Regions from separate parts of the Mus musculus genome. Here all the other regions are linked to region 5. Evidence: chromatin contacts called from public HiChIP or PLAC-seq and promoter capture Hi-C data. All regions are on one chromosome and are shown on one strand. Each heading gives the region's core, a stretch centred on a gene start, on an enhancer-like site or on the middle of the called end of the contact. The rest is flanking DNA. Distances are from core to core; before and after follow the strand shown. Region 1 holds the start of Tbrg1 (transforming growth factor beta regulated gene 1). Region 2 overlaps Hepacam (hepatocyte cell adhesion molecule). Region 3 holds the start of Ccdc15 (coiled-coil domain containing 15). Region 4 holds the start of Msantd2 (Myb/SANT-like DNA-binding domain containing 2). Region 5 holds the start of Fez1 (fasciculation and elongation protein zeta 1 (zygin I)).

Evidence for each region. Promoter capture Hi-C pulls out the DNA fragments that hold promoters and counts their contacts. HiChIP or PLAC-seq counts read pairs in DNA pulled down with a chosen protein or histone mark. Capture Hi-C pulls out chosen DNA fragments and counts their contacts.
Region 1: a promoter capture Hi-C map of frontonasal cranial neural crest shows a contact between it and region 5. The contact joins the promoter of Tbrg1 here to the promoter of Fez1 in region 5. A contact is called at or near these places in 4 of 39 promoter capture datasets (cranial neural crest, frontonasal cranial neural crest, hippocampal neurons and 1 more).
Region 2: a contact with region 5 is called in an H3K4me3 HiChIP or PLAC-seq map of craniofacial prominence, with 5 times the contacts expected there. The contact joins the enhancer-like site here to the promoter of Fez1 in region 5. A contact is called at or near these places in 3 of 39 promoter capture datasets (frontonasal cranial neural crest, liver and pre-B cells) and 3 of 115 datasets of contacts at active chromatin or transcription factors (craniofacial prominence and embryonic stem cells).
Region 3: a contact with region 5 is called in a promoter capture Hi-C map of pancreatic islet. The contact joins the promoter of Ccdc15 here to the promoter of Fez1 in region 5. A contact is called at or near these places in 11 of 39 promoter capture datasets (the 3T3-L1 cell line, 3T3-L1-derived adipocytes, HPC-7-derived erythroid cells and 8 more), 3 of 115 datasets of contacts at active chromatin or transcription factors (astrocytes, embryonic midbrain and fibro-adipogenic progenitors) and 1 of 9 other capture datasets (pancreatic islet).
Region 4: a promoter capture Hi-C map of cranial neural crest shows a contact between it and region 5. The contact joins the promoter of Msantd2 here to the promoter of Fez1 in region 5. A contact is called at or near these places in 5 of 39 promoter capture datasets (cranial neural crest, hippocampal neurons, liver and 1 more).

Annotation. Positions count from the first base shown.
Region 1 is chr9:37,655,912-37,658,611 of GRCm38.p6, forward strand. It overlaps Tbrg1 (transforming growth factor beta regulated gene 1), which reads right to left and starts at 1,401. Exons shown (of 9, transcript NM_025289.3): 1 at 1,087-1,401. The coding sequence starts at 1,233.
Region 2 is chr9:37,383,265-37,385,964 of GRCm38.p6, forward strand. Hepacam (hepatocyte cell adhesion molecule) reads left to right here. Exons shown (of 7, transcript NM_175189.4): 5 at 117-190; 6 at 590-660; 7 at 1,245-2,700. The coding sequence ends at 1,547. Among named protein-coding and RNA genes, the nearest start is that of Hepacam, 17 kb to the left of the region's middle. Within about 2 kb of position 1,422, at least 133 of the 459 cell types and tissues checked have an H3K27ac peak or open chromatin away from gene starts, as enhancers often do. A contact at or near this core is called in craniofacial prominence and liver, where this site is marked.
Region 3 is chr9:37,346,932-37,349,631 of GRCm38.p6, forward strand. It overlaps Ccdc15 (coiled-coil domain containing 15), which reads right to left and starts at 1,426. Exons shown (of 16, transcript NM_001081429.2): 1 at 1,103-1,426; 2 at 807-992. The coding sequence starts at 986.
Region 4 is chr9:37,488,009-37,490,708 of GRCm38.p6, forward strand. Msantd2 (Myb/SANT-like DNA-binding domain containing 2) reads left to right here and starts at 1,313. Exons shown (of 4, transcript NM_146222.2): 1 at 1,313-1,825. The coding sequence starts at 1,316.
Region 5 is chr9:36,831,474-36,834,173 of GRCm38.p6, forward strand. Fez1 (fasciculation and elongation protein zeta 1 (zygin I)) reads left to right here and starts at 1,267. Exons shown (of 10, transcript NM_183171.5): 1 at 1,267-1,438. It also overlaps the pseudogene Gm27219.

The DNA of each region.
Region 1 (2,700 bases), core at 151-2,650, 820 kb after region 5:
TACCATCATTCTTTACTGATGGCTCAGTCTGTCTTGAAACCAGTTTTGAAGGAAATGCCTATTTGGGTGTTTCACAGGTGGAGCCTCAAATTGGTGTTCAAGGCATCAGTTGGTTTAAGTACACGGAGACCCTTTGGTTTCATAAGATCTTTGTATACTTAACGAAACCAACACTATCTTTAAATGTCGACTTGTAAGCATTAGGCAGGCTCTGACATCATGTGACAAGAGAGAACAGTGAGTATAAGGTGTTGACTTCCTGATTTACTCATATTTCCCTCGACACATATACAAGCGTTAAATGTTTTAGCAACAACAAATTGAAAGTCAAAACTTTTCCCGATACGTCTACAAAGACCTTGTAGAAAGAAGTGTTAAACTGCAGGTTCAGATGTGAGGGTATATGGACCGTATACCTATTACCAAGCAAGCACTGAGGTGACTGGCTAAGCTAGAATAGTCTATTTATTAGACTGTTATCAGATTTATTAGACCCTAATACTTCTTGGCTGGTAAAGAAGTTTACTCATCAAATCCTAAATCCCTACAATTAAAGCAGGAAGTGTCTATACACCTCAGCAGGAGGAGGTAGCCTGTTTCCTGATGTTGAGTTCCACTTTCAGTTTCGGATGGAGGGAAGGCAGAAACACCTAGAAGCCTCGTCAAAGGGAGCTACAACCAGGACAATTTTGAAAGATTTAGGTGCCTGTTTACGAAAGCGGCAGCCATGGCGTTAGGGTTGGGTGTACTTAGGAAACAGGCTGTGTAGAGTAAATAATAAACTGGAATCAGGGTATCCAAGTTGGAGTTAGGGCACGTCATCCCTCTGGGCTTCATTTCAGTGTGCTCGCCTTAAAAGACACTCCTTAGGCTCGAAACGAAAAGTAGCAAGAAGGTAATGACTAAAGTTTGCTGGCGGAGCACTCTTCAGTCCTCATTTATAGAGGAGTTGACAGGACTAGAGGAATAACTTATGCAAGGATATGGAACTAATATTCCCAAGCGAGGCAACTAACACTGGACGGATATTCTTTCTCTGAGAGAGTTGAGGTGGGGAAGACAGTCCCCACCCAAACCCAGACTCACAAACACCGTGGCCTTAGCTGCTCTGCGCAGCCGCAGGTACTTCAGCCGGTACTTCTCGTTCTGGCTCTTCCTCGGGAGCCTTTTCATCCTGGCCTTGCTGGACAGCGGGGTGCGCGGCTCGGAGGCCAGGCCGCTCAACACGCTCATGATCAGACCGGGTTCTGGAGCTCCGGGGCGCGGAGGGGATGGAGCGCAGGCAGAAACAGATGGCGATCCTCGGCACTTCCCAGTCGATTTCCCAAGGAAGACCCGCCGGAAGTTGCGCAAAAGCACCGCCACGTGTAACTTCCGGGTTTGGAAGTTGCGGTGGTTCGGACCTAGCGGTGGGCTGGGAGGACGGGTGTGGCTCAGGGTTGCAAGGAGCTGGAGCTGGAAAGAACCGGTCCTACCCGGCTGATAGCCAGCGAAGTAGGGAAGAGTTTAAAGTCCTGATGCAGACGCTCAGGCAGGTGCCCTCAGGGAATGCACGTCCACATCTGCTTTCCCAGGTTGCTCTGAGCAGCAGGCCTTCCTGGGGTTTTAGCAGACTTAAATACTAATGCGGGGAACTCAGTTTCCCATATGTGCTGATCGCACAAGTGTTTCTTAGGCTGTGAACTTCGGGGATAGTAAAACAAGACCTTGATTGCCCCAAAGCTTGGTATCTAGTTAGCAAACTGTTTTAATAAAATGTTAAGTAGCACAAGGTCGGCTTTCAGTGGTTTTAAAATGAAACCAGGAGCGTTTCAAGTACACATACTTCCTATCGTTTTTTTCTTTCAGTAGTGTCAAACCAATTGACTGAGCCTCTTTTTCACATTTTGTTTTTGTTGTTTGTTTTCTCCCTCTCAAAGTAAGAAATGAGATGGGGTGGATTTCCAAACTAGTGTACTCATATAAAAGATAATTATTGTTAAATTCTCCAAATCTAGACGTTTACGGTTGTACATGGAAGCCAAGAAGTATGTTACATAATTAACGCGCTCACTGAATTACTAGAGAAAAACCTAATACTGATAAAGACAACTTAGAATTCAGTAAGTGATCCAAGTATTTAATCTCTGAAAACTGTAAAAACCATTGCAGTTTTGACAAACTGCAACCCAAGAGAAAAAGCGTGTAGATACTCTTCTATGACTGCCCATGTAACAAGCTGCTTTTTTTGAACTTGGTTGGGTCTTAATAATGCAACTCCAGGGTACCATTTGCCTTCACAAATACCTAAGGTGCTCCTGTGGATTTAGTTGGTTTTAAAAGCCATCAGAATTGTGACAACTTATAAAATACACTGCTTTGAAAATATATACTGGAATTCTAGCTTGGAATCTGAAAGCACTCATAGTAATCGAAATTGACTTTATTCTTAATAAAGCGTTAGTTTTAACTGCCTGATTTGCTGTTTAGCTGCATTTTGTTCTCATAGACTTTGACATCTATCTGACTTTTTGTATTATTCATCTTCTTCGTGTGTTGTGTCTATGAGGAGGAAAGTCCCAGCCTCTGCTTTAGTTGAAAGCTCTTTTGGCCAGTAGACTTCAGTGGAATAGTCCCAAACATGTTTATTATTATTTTTTTTTTTCACTTGAGACTTTTTCTTTTACAATTAAGGCAATTTTCTTGCAAATTTGACAAAAA
Region 2 (2,700 bases), core at 172-2,671, 550 kb after region 5:
CCATCTTCTCATCACAAGGCTTCTTCTGTGGGCATTAGAACCCTTTCTGTGTCCATTGCTTAGATGTCCTGTGGTCAATAGCTCTGTTCTCGGCGGGGGGCTGGTTTGATTTGCAGGAAGAAGAGGAAGTTGGAGAAGCAAAACTCCTTGGAATACATGGATCAGAATGATGACCGCCTAAAATCAGAAGGTAAGCTCCCAGCTACCCGTGGACCCAGCCCATCAGCATTCACATCAGAGAGACCTCCTGGGAAAAGGAAAAGAGGGCGATGAGGAATTATCAGAGTCAAGAGGGTGCAGGTACAGAATATAGGTGCTGGATGGTGTAGAGCAGTGGTTCTCAACCTGTGGGCCATGACCCTCTTGGGGTAGAATGACCTTTTCTCAAAGATCGTTACAAAACAGATATTTACGATTCGTAACAATAGCAAAATTACAGGTATGAAATAGCAACAAAAAATAATTTTATGGTTGGGGGTCATCACAACATAAGGAACTGCATTTAAGGGTTACAACATTAGAAAGGTTGAAAACCACTGATGTAGAAGATCTGTCCGTGGACCAGACTCCCTATTCTTTCCCTATGCAGCAGATACCCTACCCCGAAGTGGAGAACAGGAGCGGAAGAACCCAATGGCACTCTATATCCTGAAGGATAAGGTAAGCTACTCGGTCAATGAGAACCTACAGCATGCTAGGGAGCGTGTGACGTGGCCATTCCTTTGCAATGTTTGCAGAAATCTTTGTATTTCTGCAGTATTTTCAAAAATCCCCACTTAAGAAATTGGAAAATGAGACAGAGAGACAAAACAACGTGTGAAGGGCTAAACAAGCAAATGAGTGGCAGACCTGCCCATCACAATACAAGTGACGGTCACCGTACAATCTCATGGACCACCCTAGCTCCCACCATGTCCAGGCTATTCAAAAGACCTATTTGGTGGTCGCCAGAGCCCTTCCACTCTTCTCTGCTCACATGCAATAGACCTACTTGACAGAACTTTAAGAGGATAGACGAGGCTCTGAATCATGTTAACATTTACTGAGTACCTGCCACATGTCTGGGCCACAAGGTGTCGTCTGCCGTCTGCCGTCTAGTGGACGTGGCGGGTGTGGCTGGAAACTCCCGAGAGACACACTACACACACAACCTGTGCGTGCCTCTTTAGTCCCAGTCCCTAAAACAAAGAGCTCCCAGATTGGGTTCAGGGGACAACTGATCCTTGCGTCGCCTGTGTTTGCAGGATTCCTCAGAGCCAGATGAAAACCCTGCTACAGAGCCACGGAGCACCACAGAACCCGGTCCCCCTGGCTACTCCGTGTCGCCGCCCGTGCCCGGCCGCTCTCCGGGGCTTCCCATCCGCTCAGCCCGCCGCTACCCGCGCTCCCCAGCACGTTCCCCTGCCACTGGCCGGACGCACACGTCGCCACCGCGGGCCCCGAGCTCGCCAGGCCGCTCGCGCAGCTCTTCGCGCTCACTGCGGACTGCAGGCGTGCAGAGAATCCGGGAGCAGGACGAGTCAGGGCAGGTGGAGATCAGTGCCTGAGCCTCCTCGAGAGCCCTCTGCGGTTGCCCACGGTCTGCTGTCCGCGGCTGGGGGGGGAGGCTGAGAAGTCCTGATGCCTCTGGCCAGGAGTGAAAGGAGATCGTGGCCTGATCCCCGTTTAGGGTGCACACGCGTGTGAGTTTGCACAAATGGCTGATCTTGGTGTTAAACCCGGTTGCATGTGCGCTGGGTTTACTGGCTGTGTTCTCTGGCTGTGTTCTCAGTGGGTATGAGCTGTGCCCTCTTAGGACTACATAGATTATTAAATTTCTGGCCCAATCCCCTAAAGGATTTTATGGAAACTAACAGTAATTTTACCCAGTGAGACGATCCTATGCGCCCCCTGGCAGTGTTTATACTTCCCATCCACCTCCCAATCCCACATGCCTCTAACCCCTAAAGTCTGTGGTAGCCCCCCCCCCAGCCCAATTTAGAGGCCACTTACCCCCGAACACACATTGTCCTAAAACTAAAGACAAGTCTGATGCTGGTTCCTGGGTACACAGGGCCTGTTCTGATTACAAAGATGTCGTCTTAAGGACCTTTTCTGGACATCTGCTTCCCCATCTTTCCAGGTGATAAGAGTGAACCCCAGGTGCATTCCTAAGACCCTGGGAACTTGGGGCTAGGCCAGGACAAGCTATCAGGCCTCCAGTGGCCTCCCCAAAAGTGTGTCATACTGGTCTTCCTTCCAGTTTGCGTTCATGAGAATGTGGGTAGGCTTGTTCCTATAGAGACTGGTGTGGCCACTCACCGACGACCCAGCAAACTGCCCCTGACAAGGACCTGGTTTTAACCATTCATGCTCTTCTTCCTGACTGTTATTTTACAAAACAAGCTTTCAATCATCCCCAGGAAGGCTGAGAAGCTTCCTTGAGCTGTAAGAAAAAAATAAGATTCCACTCTCCAGAGAAACGTGGAAAGAGAAAGAAGCTTAACATGCCCCAACATGTCAAAGCAAGATGGCCAACCCCCTCGCCTCCTGCTTTCCACCTGCCGTGGTCCTAGATGCTCAGAACCCAGGACAGTGGACAGAGCTGTAAAAACAGCACATGAATAGATGAAAGACAAGAAGACCCGGGGCGGGGGGTGGGGGTGGGTGGGTTCTGTCCTCTCTCCCCTAATGTCCCCAGGGACCCTTGAATCTCTTGTC
Region 3 (2,700 bases), core at 176-2,675, 520 kb after region 5:
CAAAAAAAACTAGCAAAACCACTCTCATTTGTTAGCAAATACTAACAAATATTTACATCAAATATTTACAATCAAATATCAAATATTTACATGTGTAAATAAATCAAATATTTACATTAAATTAAATTAAATTAAATTAAATCAAAAATTAAATTAAATTAAATCAAATATTTACATGTGTAAACTTTTGAAAGGGCATTTCTTCATCTGAAATGCTTCTACCCTGAGTGTACAGCATTTCTATTCCTTCACAGACAATGACCATAGTTCCTCATTCGTTCAACAACTACATCCTAAGGACCTAGTTTACCCCAAAAACAAAAATAAACAAGAAGTTCCTTGGCCCCGTGGAATTTACAACTTCCTCAGAGTCTATCAGGATTAACCTCTTTCTTTTATTTTCTTATTTTCATTTTGCCTGGATCTGCATTTAAAAACTTATAAACTCTGAGCAACTACTTAACATTTGAAGAGTGACCAACTGTCATTCTTCTTATGTTACAGTGTCGGGAAATTGTACACAGTACCTATGCCATTCACAGCAAACAACCATGTTTGTGAAGTAAACTAGCCTACTTGCTGGTATGTAGTAAGAACTAAGTTAATATTTGATTGTGTCAACCAAAGATGAAGCAAGTTTTGGAAAACACATCATTGTTGTATAATTTTGACGCAAGAATATAACCTGTATCAGAATGGAAACAGCATCCTCCAGCAGTTCATCTTTCTTTAAGTACCAAAAATTTAGAGAAGGCTAATAAAAAGGGCTGGCAGCGATCACAGTAACCGGGTCAACTGACACTCACATGTGCTGGAATTCCCGACCAATTTGGTGAGGCAGGTTCCACCCAAGCCCCAACTGGTATTATGGCCTGGTTCCTCTCAGCCAGCACTGCCAAAACGTCCTTGCTCTTCGTGGGATTTAAAGCCAGGGGCAATTTTGTGGGATTCCGAGGCTTCTTGAGGGGCGCCATACCTCCTGGCATTGACTTCTGGTTAGAAGAAAAGAGAAAGAGGGACAAGGCTTAAGACAAGGGGGAAAGGCGTAAAAATTACTTTCTAGAAGGAACGGAGATGAGAGGACGAAAAAACAAGGATTTACTTGGGAGATGAAAGCCTGCCCAGAGGTGAGCATAGGCGGGCGCTAAGGGCAGGGCTTGAGTCTGAGATGACCGCGGGTGGAAAAGCGCCGGCCCACGGCATGGGGCTGGAGGGGAGTCTAAGGCCCGGGCAGGAGCCGGGGGTCTTAAGAAGCCTGGGCACAGGAGGTGGGGGGCGTCTGAAGCCCGGCCAGGAAAGCGGGGTCCTGTGAGGCTCCAACAGTTGGATAGGAGACCTGTGAAGCCTGGAGCCTGCCGCGATCCGGTCCGTCTCACACACAGACTCAAACTCCGCGGGCTGCTACGCAAAGGACAAACAGCAAACTGCCACCCCGGGGCCCACGCCTGCCCTGCCTCTTCCGCATTTGTCACCCGTCTTGGGCTGGGGAGGCGGGAATCCGAGCGCGGGGATTACGTCACTTCCGCTTCCTGCCCTTTGGTTGGGGAGGACTAGAGCGGGTTGTTGAATCCGGCAGCGAGCTTAGACTCGGCCTCTCTTTGGATACTGGCGCTGTAGTCTTCTCAAATCTCGAAGTGAGAGGTCTGACATGATGAACAGGCGAGTAAGCGTTCACCGCTGAGGAAATCTCGGGAATAGACAGAGCAGTTCTCAACCTAAGGGTCGCTACCTCTGGGGGTCGCATATCAGATATCCTGCAATGAGATATTTTACATTACAGTTCATAGCAGGAGCAAAATTACAGTTATGAAGTCGCACCCAAATTTTATGGTTGTAGGTCACCACAACATAAGGAACTGTATTAAAGAGTCGCAGTATTAGGAAGGTTGAGAACCACTGGGCAAGAACATGTTGCCAGTGGATCCTTGAGAAGCAAACCAAGCCAACAATCAACCAGACTGCGCTTTTATGCAGCCCCTAAGGTTTACAACGCTATTTCGTGATTACCTTTGACATGTTCTTGTGTGTGACCATCACAACTCACTCCAAACAATGCTTGGGATATTTCATTAAACCCAAAAGACATACACTCATTTTACTCAAGGTGTATATTCGTGCTGGGGGTTGAACCAAGGGCCTCTGGCATTCTAGGCAAGTGCAGCAGTGGAAACCCTAGCTGCCTTAATAATTTTGCTTTTAAGTTAGGGTCTCACTAAGTTGCCCATGCTGGACTTGAACTCACTGTGTAGCCCAGGCCTCGAACTTGCAATCCTCCTGCCTTAGCCTTCCCAATGGCTGCCGTTACAGGCACGTGTCACCCTGCTTTACTTCAACATACCTTATTGCAAGCATTTTATATATCAGTATGTTTTCTGGTTACTCCAGATACTCCCAGTGAACAAAGATCCCTTGTTTGGAGAATTTAAAATCCATTGGAGAATTTACACTGACATTGATAGGACATTTCCAGAGAAGACATCACTAGGGCAATTGAAGTTGATCTTTGAGTTTTGTTTGTATTTCATTTTACTCAGTACTGGAAGTTAAGCCCAGGGCTTCATACATGCTGGTCAAGAACTATATACCCTGCCAACTTTTTTTAACTAGTCTACTTTTAAACAGAAACTATATATGATCATAGAACAAGCCTTTATACTCTTCAAGGGAGGGTTTTAGGTATATAGTTGATTGTTTCACAGC
Region 4 (2,700 bases), core at 63-2,562, 660 kb after region 5:
GGGATATGGGTGGCATGTCCCATGTATGACGGTCAAAGAACAAGTCATGAGAGCAGGTTGTCTTCAGTCATTGGGCGGGCTTGGCAGCAAATACCTGTACTGGTTGAGGCATCTTTCTGCCACTACTGAGGTTTTAAAGTTAATGATCTGAGATAAACAGGATTTCCAGCTTTAAAGAATATGGAAATTGACTAGGTGGTGGTGGCAGCTCAGGCCTTTAATCCCAACATTCCAGAGGCAGAGGCGGCAGGCGGAGTTTGAGGCCAGCCTGGTCTATAGACTTAGTTCCAGGACAGCCAGGATAACACAGAAAAACCTTGTGTCAAAAACCAAAATAATACCACACAAACAAGGTTATATCTTATAGCTATATGATACTTCAATGTTCAAGACTTTACGGAAATATTCAGGAGTGAGTGATGAGTGCTAATTTACTACTAGGTCACAGGAACAGTTTCATTTCCTTGAACTTGACTGGGAAATTTTAAACCAGTCCCAAATCCCAGTGGACTGAGGTACCGGAGTAGCTATTCTGCTGGGCTCTGGAGCTCTTTCATGTCCCCATTATAGATACTGTATAAAAGCAAGAAAGACATTTACTTTATCATTGGCTACACAGTTACTCAGAGGAACAAGAAAACAAACGAAACGAAGCTTGTGGGTGTGGCTCAGTGACAGGGTGTTTGCCTAGCAGAACACGTGAGTGCAATCAGAGTTGCTATAGAGGCTGAGTTTCTTGAAAAGCTAAAGCGTGCAAACTCTAACTCATATCTGTTCTCGAAAGTCTTGTCCAGAACCACTGCAAGCAGCCTTCCCGCTTTGCCTTCCTCCACATACCCTTTGTAGGGTTTCCTAGTCTCCAGTCTGGACCTCGGTTCCCGTACCTAAAGGCGGGCTTAGAGGGAGGATAGGCTCAGGGGCGGAGACAGGAAAACAGAAATAGCCAATTCGTCCTTAATTCGAGGCCCTCGCGGGCCTCACCCCTGTTGTGAGGGTTGAGATTGGAAAGGAAGTGGGGAGGCTCCAACCAGTCCTTCACTCCCGCGCCCTCATGCCCCCACCCTTCTCTGCTCGGAGCTTGGGTGCGCCGGGTCCCAGCTTCTCCTCCCGGGAGAGGAGCGGCCGGCACCAGCTGGCTGGAGGGGAAAGGCGAAGATTTGCGGGCTGCTTGGGCCAGCCAGACACATCCTCCGGGCCCTCTGACCGCGGCGAGCCACTCAGCCCCGAGCCAGGCCCCAGGGCAGCCCCGGAGACCCCGGTGGCCGGATGCAGGGGTGCGTCACTTCCGGGCGGTGCAGCGGCGGCGGCTTGGAAGATGGCTGCGCCCTGTGGCTCGGAGCTGCCCGCCAACTCGCCGCTCAAAATTCCGAAGATGGAGGTGCTTTCCCCGGCGTCTCCCGGCGACCTGAGCGACGGGAACCCATCGCTGTCCGACCCTTCCACGCCTCGGGGAGCCTCCCCTCTCGGGCCCGGCAGCGCGGCGGGCTCGGGGGCCGCGGCGTCCGGGGGTCTCGGGCTGGGGCTGGGGGGCCGCGGCGCTGCCTCGTCCTCGGTCTCCTTCTCGCCCGGCGGCGGCAGTGGCGGGGCTGCGGCGGCCGCTGCCGCCGCCTGCCGGGGTATGTCGTGGACGCCGGCAGAGACGAACGCGCTCATCGCTGTATGGGGCAACGAGCGGCTGGTGGAGGCGCGGTACCAGCAGCTGGAGGGAGCCGGCACGGTATTCGGCAGCAAGGCCCCTGGGCCGGCCATGTACGAGCGCGTGTCCCGGGCCCTGGCCGAGCTGGGCTACGAGCGGACCCCGTCCCAGTGCCGGGAGCGCATCAAGGTAACCGGCCGCTCTGCCCGGGGCTGCGAACCAGAGGCAGAGAAGGCGGGGAAACGGGCCTGGGGGCGGGGGCCGGGCCGAGCGCGGGGCTCCCCTCCCGGGCCCCGGGTATCCCTTGTGTCTGCTCCGCCTCTTTCTTCTCTCCCTGGGAAGGGGCGCTTCTTTCCAGATGGCCGCCAGCCCGTAGGTTTCCTGAGTTTGAAGTTGGGCGTGTCTGCCGCCGCCCCTCTTTCTTGCCAATTGAGGATGTTCCTGCGCTCTGAAGTTGGTAGTTTCTCTCATTGTGCGCGGGGCCCGCAACTGTCGCGGGTGCTGTCGCCCGCACTGCTTTGTTCCCAGATAGAGGGGCTCCCAGACTGAAGCTTTCCAGCTGGGATGGAATTGAGGAAGGGTAGCAGAGGGCCGGATGAGCGCCCAGTGTAAGATTTTTTTCCTTTGCTGAAGTTTCAAGAATAGAGCATTGGGACGGCTGGCCTTTTGTGTCAGTCGCTTTGCTTGTCAGTTGAGGTGATACAAGGACTAGCAAGATTTGAGGTGCTTTTGGAGAGCTGGAAAGGCTTAGTGAAAGAAAGGTCGTGTATTGTTATCGTGGAGGTAGAGGACAGTAGAGGACACCTTGAACGTTAGTCTGCTTGAAGGTTCTTTTGGAATTTGGACTGGCGATCTTTTCAGAGTCAGGTTGCCTTGAGAGTCAGGAGGCTTCTAATTCTGAGGAAGCCCTCTCTTGTCACCCAGGTTTTTTCTGCTTTAGTTAGGGTGCCCGGATGCGGACAAGTAAAACCGAGTATGCATCTGGCCATCCTTATGCATCAGCATGTTTAAATGTGGAGGCTTAATGTGGGTTAATTTTACCATCAGCCTGCATATCGGTTTAC
Region 5 (2,700 bases), core at 17-2,516:
GTGCATTAAAGCTTCTGCTAAGGAAGTAGCCAAGGGTCATAGCTCCTCCTCTCCTTCCTAGAAGTGCATTGCATGAGTTCACTCCCTTAATCTAACAACAGGCCTCGGAAGTGGGAGGTATAACCCTCATTATGTTGATGAAAACGTGAGCCGCAGCAAGGATAACTTTCCCAAGGTCACAAAACCACATGACGCCAGAAAAATAGGGTTTAGCATCTATTTCTTGTTTTGCGTGTGTGTGTATATAGGTGCAGTTGCCATAGTGCTCTTGTGGAGGTTGCAGGACAATGTTGTGGACTCAGTTCTCTTCTAGCACATTCATGGGAGTCCCCAGAGTCGGGTTCAGGTTTAGACAATGAGCACCTTTCACCTGCTGAGCTCTCATGACCACTTTTTTTTCTAACAAGAAAAACACCCTCATGTTTCTAATTACCAGGAGGGCAGAATGGCTAATACTTTTTCTAATTTCATCAGAGATGATGTCCCCCTGCCTTCCCTGCCCCTCATGATTGAACTGTTGTGATAAGAGTGCATAAATCAACATAGGGAAGACCCCCTTCACCTCCCGGCTGTCATTCTTGGTTTGGCCTAAAATCAGACAAAATTAGGAGGTGTCACCAGGCAGACATGCCTCTCTTGTGCTGTCTTTTCTCTTTTCTTTCTTTTTCTTTTCTTTTTTTTAAAACTACATTATTAGATTTTATATGAATAGCATCTCTAAGCACAGATTTACATACAGCACATCAACGTGTGAGGTGTAAAGTCTGAAGTCTTTCTATTCCTGGATCCCCCTCACTCAAATTTCTCACTTGCATTCCACAGTTTTGGATGACAAAATTATTCCCACCATCCAGCCCCCTCACCTTGGAGCTATGAACGACTTTGGAGTAAGGCGCACCTCTTGGCTTGTCCACTACAACCCCTAATAGAATAGGAAGGGCAGTCCAAAAAGTGCCAGAGGCTCTTTGAGTGTGTCTGTCAGTATCTGCCTGCCCATCTACTCCATTTGCCTGCATTTTTATACAAAACCTAGTGTTGGGCCATCTGAAGAATCCATATTGGTAGCGATTGCACGCCCCCATCTCGGAGCTTCTGAATATTCATGTGGGAAGCAGAAGGGCCAGTATCAAAGAAGGGAGGAACGGCAATTCATAAATATTAATAAAGGTAGGTCCACGTGCTCTAAGGAAGCTATGAGTGTTCACGACAGGATGACGTTCAGGCCCTGGGCGCGCCCGTTAGGCGGGTTCCCGAGTGCGGGCGCGCCTCCGGGAGCCCGGGCACGAGCGCGGGGACCAGGCGCAGCCGGAGCAGCGGGGGAGCGCTCGCTGGCTGGCTTGCCCGCTGACGTTGTGCTGCACCGGGCCACCTCTAGTCGGTGGTTGGGGATGTCTGGCTGAGCCCTGGGATCCGATTCCTTCCTCCAGGACCCGCTCAGGTGCGGTGGTGGGAAAGGCGATCTTAGTCTGGACTAGCCCCAGTCCTGGGGGCGGGTGTGTGTGTGTGTGGGGGGGGGGGGGGTCGAATTCGGGTGGTGAAGAAGACCAGAGGATTGGAGATTCTCTCATAGGATTCCTCGGGTATGCGCTACTCTCATCTCCTCTGGGTCTTTTCCTCAGAAGTAAAAAGAAGGGTTCGTGGGCCGTCGTCCTGGTCTTTCCCAGTCTTGCGGGAGCTCAAGCTCAAGGGCCCCGGAGTGGGTACTGGTAGCATCATCTCAGAGCATCGTGTGTGTGTGTGTGTGTGTGTGTGTGTGTGTGTGTGTGTGTGTGTGTGTGTGTTCATGTGCAACACAGTGCCGGGAAACCCTATCTGATGGTGCTGGAGCAATGTGGACTCCATATGTCATTCCAGGACCGTTATGTGTTCCGCTTATCTTAGGCGTCTCAAAATCATCTTTGTCCCTACGAATCTGATCCTGCAATCTACTTGTGCCCCTCCGCGGCGTGTGGAGCCTTCCTCAGACGGGGCATTCTCGCAGTGTCAGACCCTCTGGCTGCAGTCCTCTGGGAGCGATTGTTTTACTACACAGAGCAGGTTGGAGAAAGGACGAGTGTGACGAAAAGGAGTGTGCAGAGCCCGCCCTCATCCTTGGGGCCCAGGGTGCTGCAGAGCGGAGGTTCAGCTGAAGGGGTGTTATACAATCCGTTCTTCTTGCCCTCTTGTCTTTCCCTTTGCATCTTGTCTCCAAGTACGACTCACCCATCCCGGTGACCAGGTCTTATTTGGCAAAGGGAAGACAGTGGAGTATGAGCAGGGGCTGCGTGGGATGAGCCGTGCATCCTCAGAGTGCCAGCCATTGTGCTGCCTAGAAGAGCCTTTCTTTACTCCGACAGAAGAGGGAGAGGAGGTCTGAAATGGAGGTGAATGGAACAGAAGGGGGGGGGAGGGTACCGAGTCCGGTGAAGGGGTTGCTGAGCCATGTGCAAATGAGTATTTATTCTTTCTGGCAAAATGGACAGCTTATACTAGCCAGGTTTTGCAGAAGAGCAGTGGGAGTCTGGAAGTGGATAACAGAGGGCATTTTAAGGATCTATATGGGAATGGGAGGGGAAGCACAGAGTCAACTGGTCTACAGAACAAGTGATGGAAAGACCAGGGAGATGGGATGGCATGTGTGGAGGTGCAAAGAGGCCCAGCAGGGGAGGCACGATGAAATCTCCCTCTCATCCACCATGCATTCAGCTCAGTGAAGCAGAC